Regions from separate parts of the Mus musculus genome. Here region 1 is linked to region 2. A link is a contact called in public Micro-C data. All regions are on one chromosome and are shown on one strand. Each heading gives the region's core, a stretch centred on a gene start, on an enhancer-like site or on the middle of the called end of the contact. The rest is flanking DNA. Distances are from core to core; before and after follow the strand shown.

Region 1 (4,213 bases), core at 1,499-3,998, 230 kb before region 2:
GTGTGACATGATTGTTGTATATCTGCTGTCTTAAAGAGCTGCCACAGTGGTGGTATATACTTTTAGTCCTGGCACTCAAGAGGCAGAGACAGGGAGATCTCTGAGTTCGAGGCCAGCCTGGTCTACAAAGCCAGGTTCAGGACAGCCAGGGCTACGCAGAGAAACCTTGTCTAAAAAAACCAAACAACAAAAACAAAAAACAAAAAACCCCCAAAGCCAACCAACCAACCAATTAAAAACGAGCTGGCCCACTTATGTTGATACGTCAGTGTATAGTTATGAATTTGCTCCTCATCTGGCTCCCCTGGGGCCTCCTCACCACAACCTTTGGAACTTCACAGGCAGAGATGGAGTTGGTCCAGCACATTGGTGTCCCTGCCAGTAAGATCATCTGTGCCAACCCCTGTAAGCAAGTTGCACAGATCAAGTATGCTGCCAAGCACGGGGTGAGGCTGCTGAGCTTCGACAATGAAGTGGAGCTGGCCAAGGTGGTCAAGAGCCACCCCAGTGCCAAGTAAGCAGAGGGCCACTTACGGAGGGAGGCTGGGCAGCAGGGCGAGGGTAGAGGGGGAAGGAGTGGAGAGCTGGGGAGAGGTCCTCACCCTGGATGCTGCTTGGATGGCATCACACTCCCAGAGGGTAAGGTGGTACTCCTGGGTAGGAGCCAGACCCAGGGCAGACCTGTTATAGCTCTAGGCAGGAAAGGCCCAAAGGATTCCTGAAGATCAGGAAAGATGACATTTGAAGTGGGCCTTGAGGAATGAGTGGAATTTGGGGATGCGTAAACAGCCAAGCAAATATGTGGGTGTTGGTAAACAGCATGGGCTGTCCAAGGGATGCGTGCCAGCGTCATGCTGCTGGAACACCGCGTGCAGTGGGTGAAGGATGCTTTAACGTTGGTCATAGGGGAGGAGCCCAGGGCAAGTAGACTGGGAATGGATGTCTTGCTCTGGCTGTGACTGTTACTAGCCCTCAGGGGTCTGAGGGAATAGTAGGGCGTCCAGGAGCCATTCTGCTTCATCCAAAGCATAGCACCCCTCATGTTTGAGGGTTCCCCTTAGGAATTTTTTTTTTTTTGGACATGTGGTTCCCTCTTGTGTGATATCTGAAGACTTAGGAAACCTGCCTGGTATGGAGTTGAATGAGAAGACCTGAGCCGCCTGGGTTGATGAGGTTGGGACCCAGCAAGTGCCTCAGAAGTCGATTGGTAGTGCAGGGTGATCTAGAAAGGCTGTGCGCTCAGTGGCCTCTCAGCTAAGGTGGTTCCTGGAGTCCAAAGAGGAGCAGCTGGGCGTGGCAGCGGGCGGAGTCCAAAGAAAGAGCAGCTGGGCGTGGCAGTGGGCGGGGGATAGGGTGCTCACTCAGCAGGATTGCCTCCGTTCTCCACAGGATGGTTCTGTGCATTGCTACCCAGGACTCCCACTCTCTGAATCACCTGAGCCTGAGGTTTGGGGCGTCGCTGAAATCCTGCAGACATCTGCTCGAGAACGCCAAGAAGAGCCACGTGGAGGTGGTGGGTGTGAGGTGTGCAATGGGAACCAGGCACCCTGCCCAGGCCAGACTCACTACCCTTTCTCCCAGGAATTATTTGTGGACATCCTGGGCCTTCCGCTGGGCCTGCAGTTTTGCCACCAGAGAGTGTCCTTTCTTTAGAAGGAAGGTTTATTGGCATTTCTTTCCAGAGCTCCATAGTCCCCAGAAGGTCTCATCTCAGGAGGTTTTTCCCACGGACGTGGCTTTGAGGTAGTTCTGCATGCCTATAAGCCGGAGACCATAGCCATGCTCTGGAGATGTCTCTGTCCGTGCAGAGATGGGGCCACATCTCTAGTTTCCTTTATTCTGTACTTCAGGTTCAATGCCCAGTGCCTGATGCCTTGAACAGTAAGGACTTTTGTCCCCAGCCTGTAGATGGCAAGACATAAACAAAGCAAGCCTAGTGACTTGCCCTGGCCACATGATACCTTGGGACTCCAGCCCTTATCCCCAAAAGGTTTCTCTCCAGAGAGGCATGGAGAGATGGGAGAAGTGCCACCTTTCTGTTCCTAGCTTCCCACGTGGCCCTCTGTAGCCTATGGTCCCAGGCCTCAGTGGTTGCATCTGTAACGTGGGGCTACCTGGACCTTGTATGTAAGCCAAGGCTCTTCCTCCTTTCCCAGTTTTCACATTGGCAGTGGCTGTCCTGACCCTCAGGCCTATGCCCAGTCCATCGCGGATGCTAGGCTGGTGTTTCAGATGGGCGAGGAGCTGGGCCACACGATGAACATCCTGGACCTTGGCGGCGGCTTTCCTGGCTTAGAGGGAGCCAAAGTGAGATTTGAAGAGGTAATGTGTGGTCAAGCGTGGCCTGATGGTTATTCTGTGGTAGGGTATAACAATCCCACTGTGCATACCTTTGGCCCGACTGTCAACACCTTGGGCTTGGTGGATTTTATTGATATTTATTAATCCTGTGCTGTGGCTCAGCTGGGCTCATGGTCTGTGTCATTTCCCAAGCCCGCAGCTGAGCTGGCTGTACCCCAGCTCTGCTTGACTCCCATGCACTTAGCTAGCTAGTTAGAGGCCCAGCCAAGGTAATTTACCTTCCATGAACTCTACAGTGGTCTGAATATGTGTGTCTAATTTACCCTCCAATGGGCTGGTAAGAAACCTGGTGGGAAGGGCACGTGAGGAAAACCAACCTTTGTTTTGCTCCCCTTGTATCCAACATAAATGTGTTGTCGTGATTCCCATTCTGACCCCTAGGGGGCGCATCTCCCTCGTAGTGCATTACTTATGGAGTCTGGACTGTACCAAGTGGCCAGGAGAAGGCCCCAGATGTCCCAGGAATTAGCCTCGAAGTTGACAATTGTGGCCTTGCTAGACATAGCAGAAGTCTAGTAGACTTCCCAGGGCTCAGACTGGCTGGGTATGATGAGAACATTCATGTGGGTAGGACATTCAGAATCCATTGAGTGCACCAGGCTATAAAAATACACATGTGCTGGGGGTGGCATTACACGTTTATAATCCCAGCACCTGGGAGGTGGATGTAGGAGGTCAGGAGTTCAAGGCCAGCCTGGGCTACAATAACTAACCTAATAAGACAAAACAAAACAACGCTAAAAAACTCCAAGCCCACACAACTCAATTGTATTTATAATTAAAAGTAGTGTTTGCATAAGAATGAAAGTCAGCGACCAGGTTCACCCACCCTGATGGCAGATCTAGCTTTGCACACTTGCCTTTTTTTTCCCCTTGGAATCTGACCTACTGTGTAACATGCGAGTTGTTTATGCCCAGGAACCTGGAATCTGAGCACCGAGCATTATGGGAAAGAATACCCCATTCTATGTGGGATTATCTGGACGAATGAGCTATATGACGTCCTCACTCCAGCTCCGCCCCAGCCCAGCCTCCCCCTTCCTGGCTAGCTGTCACCCAGCTACCAGGTGGGACCTTTCCACTGCCGAATTCTTCCCGAAATCTCATGGTCCCGCACGCTGCTCTTCTCTCCAGATGGCCTCAGTAATTAACTCAGCCTTGGACCTGTACTTCCCTGAGGGCTGCGGTGTGGACATCCTTGCTGAGCTGGGACGCTACTACGTGACGTCTGCCTTCACTGTGGCTGTCAGCATCGTCGCCAAGAGGGAGGTTCTGGACCAGGCCAGCAGGGAAGGTGGGTGTGGTGCCAGATGGGCGTGGCCGGCTAAGCAGGGGTGGGGCCTTCTGGAGAATGGGTATTTTCTCTAGGGAAAGTTGCAGTCAGTTCCCCTCACCCCAAAGACAATTTTATCTCGTTATCCCAGTGGTTCTCAACCTCCCTAATGCTGAGACTCTTTAATACAGTTTCTCGTGTTGTGGTAACCCCCAACCATAAAATTATTTCCATTGCTACTTCACAGATGTAATTTTCCTATTGTTATAACTCATAATGTAAGTATGTGATATTTCCTATGGTCTTAGGAGACCCCTGTGAAAAGGTCATTTGATCCCCCAAGGGGGTCTTGAGTGACAGGTTGAGAACGGCTGTGAGAAATGGAATCAAAGAGAATGTAAATGAAGAGGCTAATGGTTGGCTAGAGCTGAGCTTCCCTCTGACCCCATGTCTGCCTCCGCTCATCCTTTCTCATAACCTCATGAGGACAGATTTGTTGACACAGGACAGCGCATAGTCAGGGACAGGTTAAGTCATCAGGTCCGGGCACAGGACTGATATAGAACAGTGCTGAAGTTC
Region 2 (4,268 bases), core at 1,647-4,146:
CTTGGCAGAAGCTGCACTGCAGGGCGGCTCCAGCACGAGTTTTAGAGTCAGATCCAGGATAGAAGTTTGGCTCTGCTAAAAAAATAGCTATGCAACCTTAGATAAATCACCTAACCTTCCTGAATCTTCATTTCCTGTTCTGTTAATGTTGACATATATCATATAGGGTAGGTATTAATATCAAATAGAGTATTATATTTAAACCACACACACACACACCACCACCATTTTTGCTCAATGCTTGGTACACAGAAGGTACAAGTAAATAGTAGCTGTTCTTTTTGTATTTGTTTTTGTTTGTTTGTTTGTTCTTTTGTCTTTCTAGACAAAGTTTCTCTGTGTAGCCCTGGCTTTCCCAGAACTTACTCTGTAGAACAGGCTGGTCTTGAACTCACAGAGATCCGCCTGCCTCTGCCTCCCAAGTGCTGGGATTAAAGGCGTGCATTATCATGTCTGGCTAACAGTAGCTGTTCTTATATACTCTATTGCTTTGAATGTCTCACGTGACTTTTACAACTCGACTTTCACCTTTTCCTAACAGTAAGCCTGCCGGCAGTGTGCTCATCTTACAAGCAAGAACTGAGAGGGGTTCCCAGTGACATCTCCCATCCAGAAGGCTGGGAGTTTTGAGGCTGACAGATGACATATGGAGTCTTGCACATAAAGGTAAGGCTGAGCAAACAACACATCAGCAAGCATGCATGAACACAGCAGGCCCCTGAGTGTCACCATGGCTGCTGAGAACTGTGAAAGTGACCCTGGAGGGACAATGAAAAGGGTAGGTAGCCAAAGATGCATGACTGACAGACAGACAGACAGATAGACAGACTGACTGAGTCTCAGGTCAAGCCAGGCACAGAGGGGTTTGGGTATGAGAAGAGAGCTGAGTGTGTTTGCTCGGCTGTGGCAGTCAGTCAGTGTAAGGAAAGATCAATTGTAAGCATGGCAGTTGATATGTGGCCAGTGTGGCAGGGCCTCAAAGGTCCTTATAGTCAGAGTTAGGCCACAGCCATCATCAGCATGTCACATAGTAGGTCCTCACGTGGTCAGGCAGGAAAGAGAAGACAAAGTGAAGGCATCTGGAGATCAAAAAAGGAGCCAACAGGATATCTACAACAGCACTGAGCTAAGGCTGTGGCGCCCCGCAGACCGGCATTCTCTCAGCTGCCTCTGGGCAAGACGGAAAGCCAGTCCAGAGGAGGAGGGTGCCAGGCCTGGTAGTTGCAGAGGGAAAGATGCGTGAGTCACTCAGGACTGGGGTGTCCCCGGTGCTGTCTGAGGCAGCCCTCCTGTTTGCTCCATGCTACAAAGTCCCATCTTCAAAGTACAGCTTGGATTTCCACAACCTTTCATAGAATTTCAGCTCTTGCCCAGCTCTGTACTCCCATGGTGTGGCGTAGTAGCAGGCACAAAATATGTGTCAAATGAGTATTTCTTGAACTGAACGGAACAGTTGAAGACGTGGAGAAAATGATTGGGAATGGCGGTTGATTTGGAATGCCGGTTCACCGGATGCATCTTCCTTTGTGAGGTGGGAGGAAATGCCTCCGTGAGATCCAACTGTAAGGTATTTTCTCAATTAGTGATCAAGGGGGAAAGGCCCCTTGTGGGTGGGACCATCTCTGGGCTGGTAGTCTCAGTTCTATAAGAGAGCAGGCTGAGCAAGCCAGGGGAAGCAAGCCAGTAAAGAACATCCCTCCATGGCCTCTGCATCAGCTCCTGCTTCCTGACCTGCTTGAGTTCCAGTCCTGACTTCCCTGGTGATGAACAGCAGTATGGAAGTGTAAGCCGAATAAACCCTTTCCTCCCCAACGGCTTCTTGGTCCTGATGTTTGTGCAGGAATAGAAACCCTGACTAAGACAGGGTGAAAGGAGAAATTCACACAACTGGTTTTCTCTTTCTTGGCACAAACACAGGCATGTCCGCACATAATGCAGGCACACGTGTATGCACGCATTCACACCCACCTTCGCCGTGAAGGATCCTGGGTAACCCCCCACCCCACCTCCCGCTGATAATTAATGAGTTCTGAGTTTTCCCTAAGCCTAAGAGTTTCGTAATCTAAATCTGGCCCTACACTGCTGGGATAACTTTCAAGGCTGGCTCTACTGTTTTAACAGGAAAATCGCTGGCAATTTCCACCTGCAGCTGGATAGCAGGCTCACCTGCATGCTTAGCTGTTTACTGCATTTTTTTTTTTCCCTAGTGAAAGTGTGACCCATTAATTTAGCAGCTGCTTTGGGAGGAATATACACAGTACTCAAGAATCCTTGAACCAGAAAGCATCACTCTGCCCAGCCTATCACAGATGGAAATCTCTGCCCCCTGACACAAATCCACTCTGTGATAAAACAGCTACGTGGCAGGCCTGCCCTTCAGAAGATTTCCCCTCGGAGTCAAAACCTGAGGCGGTTGAGGAGACTGAACAAAGGCCTGGCATCTGGAGGTCCATCTGAGTGAAAGGGGCCCAGGAGCTTCAGAGACTCTCCAACCCCCTTTTACAACAACACACTCCTCCTGGTCAGCAACTGTCTCCTCACCATCGGGTTGGGCCTGAGTGTTACCCAGAGCCCAGAGTTTATCACCCAGAATGGTGACTCAAAGGACCAAGCCTCTTAGTTGGAGCTATGGTCAGGTTGCCTTAGGTCTTGGCTGTCCCAGAGGCCGGGCCCACAGGACCCTTCTGCCTGCCCTCTTCTGCCTTCTATGATCCAGTCTCCCTAGCCCTAAGAAGGGCAAGGCCAGACCCCTTGCCTTCCCTTCCAAGGCTCAACATCCTAGGCTCCGCTCTCCTGCCCTGCCTCCCCTCCCCCATCCACACTCTTTCAGGGCATAAGGGACCTTTTCTATTTGCACAGCCTAAAGAAGCTGGTTGCCAAGGTGACAGGAGCAGGAACAGCAGGGAGCTTGCCATGGGGGAGGGGCTTTGCCCCCAAACAGCTGTCAGTGGGAGCAGTCCCAGCTGGGGCAGGAGGGCTTGCCTCTCTGGAGGAAACACCCCCAGGGAAGACACATTCCTCTTTGCTGCCCCTGCCCTCCCCCCGCAAGTCTCAACTGCCCACCTTCCTCCTGGGGCAGCCAGCCAGCTTTAAACAAAAATGCTCCCGTAACAAAACAGACTCTCCTCCAGTATACAGCGCTCTCTCACAAGCACAAGCATGCCTGCTCGGCTCTCCCGCCTTCGCCCCTTCCTCATTGACACACAGTGGGCTGGCTGGGCAGAAGGCCAGCCATCACCTCTGCGCCCGAGGAACTGTGCAGTCTGACAGGTGCTGCTTTGCTCTGTTCCCCCCAACCCCCATCAGGTTGAAAGAATTATTTCGGTCTTTTTTTTTGTTCCACAGGCCCAGAGAGGCCCAGTGGCTCCTAAGCCTCCCCCAGCTGCCTTCCTTTTGGGAGGTGAGAGTCGAGGAGTGGAGAGGCTTATGGAGGGGTGGGGGTTGGAGAGAAAGGAAGAATGGGCCAGACAGTGGGAGGCAGGAACAATGCCAAGCCCACTGATCTGCGTCTCTGGGGAGAGGGTCTTTGTATTCCTTAGCACACAGCTGCTCCACGGAAAGTTCTGTGGGGCCACCAGTCTCATCTGCATCACACCCACACTGTCAGGCTCAGCCCCAGGCTCTCAAGCCTGCTGTGGACCTTTCCGGGGCTCAAGAGCTTAGAGAGGTAGCCATTTGGATCTGCAAATCAACATACAGCCTTAGTTAGAACCCCCAGGTTCTCTGAGCATTGGGCTGGGAAGAGGAGAGGCAAGGAGGCCCCAAGTCACTGTAAGAATTGGGAGTGTCCCTTGGCCTGGTTGAGGGTGCAGAGCTGAGGATATGGGGTGTGGAGTTGGGCCCAGCCCCTCACTGACTACCCGTGATTTTGAGGACTGTATGATGCAAGTTCTTGGGGCGATCTCCCTGGGCCTCAGATTTCCCAACTGCCAAACAGAAAGGGCTCTCTCAGAGACAGAAAAACATGGCATGCACAGGATACAGGCTCTCCAACGAAGGATAGACTGCCTGTGGGTATCTTTCTTCTCTCTGTCCATCTTCTTGGAGATCATAGAGATGCCAGCAGCCTTGGAAGCCACTCAAGACCTGCTTTGCTCTGTTTCAAAATCCTTAGAATTTGGGGCTGGTTTCGATCTAGAGAGAAGCTACACTTTGGTCTGGGCAGGATTGAGATTCCCAAGGTACTGGGCCCTGAGATTGCTCCAGTGATAGAACTTAGAAGTGGAGCTTTGGCCCTCCCTTCAAGGCCTGGGGACCCTTGTGGAAAG

What was found. Hi-C and Micro-C count contacts between places; a contact is called where the count stands out from the background.
Region 1: a contact with region 2 is called in a Micro-C map of embryonic stem cells, with 3 times the contacts expected there. The contact joins two enhancer-like sites. A contact is called at or near these places in 5 of 39 promoter capture datasets (the C10 cell line, the HPC-7 cell line, cranial neural crest and 2 more), 4 of 15 datasets of contacts at CTCF or cohesin (the G1E-ER4 cell line, embryonic stem cells, pro-B cells and 1 more), 52 of 484 Hi-C or Micro-C datasets (the 63-12 cell line, the AML12 cell line, B cells and 23 more), 9 of 115 datasets of contacts at active chromatin or transcription factors (the 230-238 cell line, the SCID.adh cell line, embryonic hindbrain and 4 more) and 2 of 9 other capture datasets (embryonic stem cells and embryonic trunk).

The regions. Positions count from the first base shown.
Region 1 is chr4:128,946,901-128,951,113 of GRCm38.p6, reverse strand. It overlaps Azin2 (antizyme inhibitor 2), which reads left to right. Exons shown (of 11, transcript NM_172875.4): 5 at 342-514; 6 at 1,390-1,524; 7 at 2,157-2,322; 8 at 3,496-3,655. Among named protein-coding and RNA genes, the nearest start is that of Gm15904, 13 kb to the right of the region's middle. Within about 2 kb of position 2,748, at least 34 of the 459 cell types and tissues checked have an H3K27ac peak or open chromatin away from gene starts, as enhancers often do. A contact at or near this core is called in the N1E-115 cell line, differentiating embryonic stem cells and embryonic stem cells, where this site is marked.
Region 2 is chr4:128,714,654-128,718,921 of GRCm38.p6, reverse strand. All of the region lies in intron 7 of Phc2 (polyhomeotic 2), which reads right to left. It overlaps Gm33712 (a long non-coding RNA gene), which reads left to right. Exons shown (of 3, transcript XR_003955114.1): 3 at 1-346. Among named protein-coding and RNA genes, the nearest start is that of Gm33712, 11 kb to the left of the region's middle. RefSeq lists an enhancer at 1,907-4,268. Within about 2 kb of position 2,896, at least 118 of the 459 cell types and tissues checked have an H3K27ac peak or open chromatin away from gene starts, as enhancers often do. A contact at or near this core is called in the N1E-115 cell line, differentiating embryonic stem cells and embryonic stem cells, where this site is marked.